2 separate regions of the Sus scrofa genome follow, and region 2 is linked to region 1. The links are chromatin contacts, called in public Hi-C maps. All regions are on one chromosome and are shown on one strand. Each heading gives the region's core, a stretch centred on a gene start, on an enhancer-like site or on the middle of the called end of the contact. The rest is flanking DNA. Distances are from core to core; before and after follow the strand shown.

Region 1 (2,665 bases), core at 115-2,614:
AGGCAACCCAGTCTCTGATATTCTGTAATGGGAGCTTTAGCTGACTAAGACAGTTAGCTAATAAAATCACCTCGTGCAATTTCACCTTCAATATTACCTTCACATACTATTATCCATAGCACTTATGTGTAAGAATGCTGAATTAGATGCTAGAGAAACAAAACTAGTTCCTTGCTTCTGGGTCTTACAATCTAGTTGTAAAAATAGAATATACGCATTAAAAATACATTATAATACAGTGTAACACATGATAAGAAACAAATGCAATATACTATACTATAGTATTTTCACCCAAATGAACCTATGGAAATAATGCTTCCCTAAAATGAAAAAGGAGGACCACATCTAGATTTTTTTTTAAAGATTATATAAATCTTTAATTAACAGCTAAAACCATTTTCTTTGAACATGGATGTAAAGTCTCACTAAATTATGAAAAAGAATAAAAAGCTATTTTTTTCTCTGAAATCACTGACATTTTACACAGTCAAGATACTCAACTTTAGGAGTTCCCATCGTGGCTCAGTGGTTAACAAATCCAACTAGGAACCCTGAGGTTGCGGGTTCAATCCCTGGCCTCGATCAGTGGATTAAGGATCCAGCGTTGCCATGAGCTGTGGTGTAGATCGCAGACTCGACTCGGATGCCACATTGCTGTGGTTCTGGCGCAGGCAGGCAGCTACAGCTCCAATTAGACCCCTAGCCTGGGAACCTCCATATGCCTCGGGTGCGGCCCTAGAAAAGATAAAAAGACAAAAAAAAAAAAAAAAAAAAAAAAAAGATACTCAACTTTATTAGTAGTCTTAAAATTAAGAACCCCAAATTTCAAGATCTCATACTACCTTCTTTATCCAACACAATAAATAAATGAAGTCACTTCTGTTTTAGAAATGTCTATCTGCAATGCTGATCAACAACTAAAAAACCGTGCTTCTCTAAGCTGTCCTCAAAGTCCTTTGAGAAGATCTCTCCTCCTGAAGAAGAGATTTTTTTCAAGTAATGTAATAATTTCAGGTATTTACCAGAACCTTACTTCTCTACACCACCCTAAGATTGCCCAGGAACACACGTGTGTCTGCACACTCACGTAACCCAAGTCAATACTACATCAAATTAAAGTCTCTTCCAGACTTAAATCTGTTTCATCTTCACTACTACCTCCATAAAAGTATATATAAAGCCTTAAGTGTTTAACAAGTTTGAAGCCTGAGGACAGTAGCTTTTCAAAAGAAAAGAAGAGATGTAATGAGGGTGGAACACAGTGACGTAATCCTCTACAAGGAAAGCCCTGGGCACGCAGACTGCACACACAATGAGAGATGGGGGACGCGAGCCTGAGCAGCCAGCTTGGCTTCATGCTGCACATTTTTGGCAGACATTCAACTCCTTCTGCTGTTTTCCTAGCCAGCACATTTATCTATGTAATGTCACCAGATCTAGAGGGGGAGGGAGATTGAGAAGAGGGGGAAGAGGAAGAAACTGTTTTACAGGCTGCCAGTCCTACCGCACATGCTGTTACTATACAAAGGATGTCTAGAAAGCCAGTGCGCTGCCGCTGCACAGATCCAAATGCTGCAAGCGCAAGCATGCAAGCGCAGGAGCGCACACACACACACACACACACACACACACACACGCACACGCACACAGAGGCACACACTCCACCCAAAGATCAACTGAAGAGGGAACTGCCTTCAAAAGGAAGAAAGCCTGTAATTAAAGTCTTGAAGTCTTGATTCACAAGCAATGACTCCCTTCTGAAATTGATTTCGGTTCTTGGAAGAAGGAAGGAGGAGAGGTATTCTAACCCTGTGGAGAAACAACAAGCATTCCACAAAAAAACCTGAGCTGCTCTGGTCCATGCCCACTACAGGCATGTGCTACAACAGAAATAAACCAGTAACGCAGCTGAAAAGCAAAAGTCTCCTGTCAAATAACCATTACTTTATAAATACCTAATGTACACATTGCCAATGACAACAGGAAATAAAAATGAATCTTAAGGAACAGTTCAGACATCTTAGAAACATTAGTCCTATCTATAAGTGGGAAAGTTTGCTGTTCTTAGCACTGCTCTATGCTTGTCTGGGCTGGTGTGCATGTGTGTACACAAAAACAATACTGAAACTGAAACTAGAACTGGAATGTAAAAGTAGAGATCAGAATTCATAGCTCATAGAAACTCAAAACTATTAGTTTCAATAAATGGATACTCCAACCCCATGAAACATTATATAAGTCACTACTACCAGATGCAACACATGAAAACAAAAACCCTGAATATGCATTTAACCTGAGGAACCAATCCATTCTAGTCTAAAACCAAAAAATGCCTTTTCAAGATCAAAACGCTATATCTCCAAAAATAGCATACAATCTGCCCCTAAGAATGTGTCATAAGAAACAAACAGGAAATATCATGTGTTGAAATCAGTAGTTATAAATAACCTTGGTCTACACTGACATAGTTTACACACACAAAATATATCGGCTTCAACCAACAGCTGTGCTTAGGACTTCCTTCACTTCAAATTTTAAAATCAGCTAATTAAGGAGACAGCTTGATAGGAAGCTATGCAAGTTTTCTGGTCCTAGTTCTCCAACTATGACCAACTTAACCTGTCACATTCTTCATTTGCAAAACGAAAATATGTGGCATGATTAT
Region 2 (2,665 bases), core at 92-2,591, 36 kb after region 1:
AAACCCGAGCCCAGACTTTTTTAAATTAACTGACTGAAAAGAAGCCCCCTGAGAACACTAGGCTTCATTTTGGTGAGAGTTTCGAGAGGTCAGAAATCATAGTATTACTCCTCCAAAAAAGTTCATTATGGAGACAGTAACGCTGAACTAAATGAGCAGCTTCGGCCGAGTTGAAGAAGCAGGGCCCGTCCTAACTGATGAAGCTCACAGGCAAGAGAATGAATGACAATCACTCATTGTCTCTCCGGCCGGGCTCCGAACGCATCTCCAGGTCTGCAAAAGTAAAGCGCCTGCAGACTTGAACTTTAACTCTCGGAAAGTACACCGGCGGCTGAAGAGAAAGCTCAACTCGCTTCCGACAGTCCTGGCCCGGCCTCCATCCCCCACCCCCAAACACGGATTCGCGCTCTCTTTTTAAAGAGCGAGAAACTTTACAAACTTGAAGCGGCACCAGCCCGCGGCTCGCCAACCGGGAGCTGGCGGCTCCCAGCAGAAGGGAACAGAACCCGAGGAGTAAGTTAACAATGAAATCACGTGAAAGAGTTAGAGCGGCACCTCTGCGCTCCCAGCTCCTCCGAAGCCTCGGCCGCACAGAGGCCGGGTCCCGGGCGGCGGCGCGCGGGCGGGCCCGGCAGGTCCGCGCTGACAGCCGCCCGCCGTCCGCCCCCGGCGCTGGGGCTGACAGCCGGGCAGACACACCGCCGCACGTGCGCCCTCGGCACCACAACACGGCCGCCTGTCACCTCCGCGCCGCGCGGCCGCCCGGGCCGAGAGCGAGCGCCGGGAGCGCGGGCGGTGGGGAGGCGCGGGCCGGGCGGCGGGCGGGCGGCCGGCGCAGGGGCCGGGCCGGTGGGCGCGCCCCGAGGGAAAGCCGGACGCCGCACGGCCCGCCCGAGGCTCCGCGGCCTGGGCGGCCGCCGCCGCCCCCTCCCGCTGCCGGCTCCCAGCTCCCCGGCTCGGCTCGCGGAGGCGGCGGGCGCCGCGCGGGCCGCGGGGCGGGGGACCCGGGAGCCGGGCGCCGGCCGGGCGCGAGGGGGCGGCCGCGGCGCCCCAGCCCGAGGCCTGGCGCAGAGCAGCGGGAGGCGGCACAGGCCGCGGCGGGGCCTGCAGCGGCCACCGGCCCCGCGAGGCGGCGGGGCGAGCCCCGGAGCGGCTCGGCCTCGGGCTCGACGCCCGGGGGCGGCCGGGGGCGGCCCCTCGGCTACTTACCGGGGGCGGAGAGCGCCGGGTTCCCGGGGCCCCGGGCCGGACCGCGGAGATGCCCCAAACTGACACGGCCGCCATCTTGGAGACAGTGAGCTCCGGCCGGGGGGAGGGGAGGCGAGGCGGCGGAACAGCCGCGGGGGGAGGGGAAACGTCGCGAGGGAACGGCTGCCTGGGGGAGGGCGCGGGAACAGCCCGGGAGGGAGGCGAGGGGGAGGGGGAGGGAGGGGCCGCACGGGAGGGGGGCGGCCGAGGAGCGGGAAGATCTGGGCCGAGAGCCGGGAAGGGCCGGAGGGCGGGGCGGGGCAGAAGGGAAGAGCCAGCCTGGCCGGTCACGTGGGGCCGGTACAAAAGGCCAAAGCCAAAGTGGGAGGAGGACTGGAGGGGCTGGAGGCCTGCGGCCGGGGGCTCCAGCTCGCCCTCGTTGCGAGGTTCGGCCGGGCGGATACCCGGGCGAAGAAGCTGCTGTCTCCCCATTACACAGCTGGGGAAGCTGAGGGCAGCGCCCGGGTGGGGAGGCTTCAGTGCGGCGCGGAAATCCGGTAGGATCTGAACTCTGATGGCGCCCGTGTTTACAGCCACCGAGCCTCCCTCCGCAGCGCGATGTCCGCGCCCCGCTCCCCCCGCGCCTCCCGGAGCCTGAGGTCTGGAGCTGGGCGGAGGGCGGGGAAGGGCCGCCTGCCCTCACCGTTCCTTCCCGTCTCCTTCTCCCCACACGCCTCAGCCCTTTGCAGGAGAAAGAGCAGGTGCGATGAGAGGGGAGAAGGACAGAAAGTTGGACACCTTACGGGGCCCTCTCATCAGAATGACCTCATTCCCACTCCGAGAGACTTGTTGGACTTTTTGTTGAGCCATTTTTGTGAAGAACCACGTAGGCTCGGGACTGAGACTCGCACAAGGTCACACAGCTGTTGGGTGGCACACATCTGAGTTTGGAGCCTCGAAGTGTCTCATTCCGTCGCCTGTCTTCTGCTGCTGCCCTTCGCAGAATTGCTCTTGTCAGAATTTATGGCTGAACTACGAACGGGCACCTTTCATGGCCTGTCTGTCCAATACTGGCTGCATGGATGTTTCTTTGTCTTTCATTTAGTTGAAACTCCTGAGGCAGAGATTGAGTCATTTCCCTGCCTTCACTGGAAGGGCAGTAAATGACATGCAAAATGCGTGAGGACTTCGTGTGGAAGCGTTTTCCTGCCACTGGTCCTTTTTATCTGCCTTGTGCCCCCCTGCTAGACGGTCCTCCCCAGCACCTCCTCCTTTTATCTCAGCCCTAACTTTTAAAGACCATCCCCTCACTCACTACCTTAACTTTCGTGTTTACTTCCTTTTATGAACTTCTCTAGGTCGACCGTTTTCACTCTTCGCGGGGCGCTTGTTGTGTGGCCTTTCTGCACCTTTGATGAATGCATTCCCAGATATGTTCTCTTCTAGGATGCCTCTTTGCATCGCCAGTGGCACCGTG

The links. A called contact is a pair of places that touch in the nucleus more often than the background predicts.
Region 2: a contact with region 1 is called in a Hi-C map of liver, with 1.5 times the contacts expected there. The contact joins the promoter of KAT6A here to the enhancer-like site in region 1. A contact is called at or near these places in 2 of 5 promoter capture datasets (fetal skeletal muscle and liver), 11 of 47 Hi-C or Micro-C datasets (alveolar macrophages, blood, embryonic fibroblasts and 5 more) and 2 of 2 datasets of contacts at active chromatin or transcription factors (alveolar macrophages and skeletal muscle).

The regions. Positions count from the first base shown.
Region 1 is chr17:11,072,982-11,075,646 of Sscrofa11.1, forward strand. All of the region lies in intron 2 of KAT6A (histone acetyltransferase KAT6A), which reads right to left. Among named protein-coding and RNA genes, the nearest start is that of KAT6A, 36 kb to the right of the region's middle. Within about 2 kb of position 1,365, at least 50 of the 83 cell types and tissues checked have an H3K27ac peak or open chromatin away from gene starts, as enhancers often do. A contact at or near this core is called in alveolar macrophages, fetal liver, fetal skeletal muscle and 2 more, where this site is marked.
Region 2 is chr17:11,108,633-11,111,297 of Sscrofa11.1, forward strand. It overlaps KAT6A (histone acetyltransferase KAT6A), which reads right to left and starts at 1,342. Exons shown (of 20, transcript XM_021078038.1): 1 at 1,210-1,342.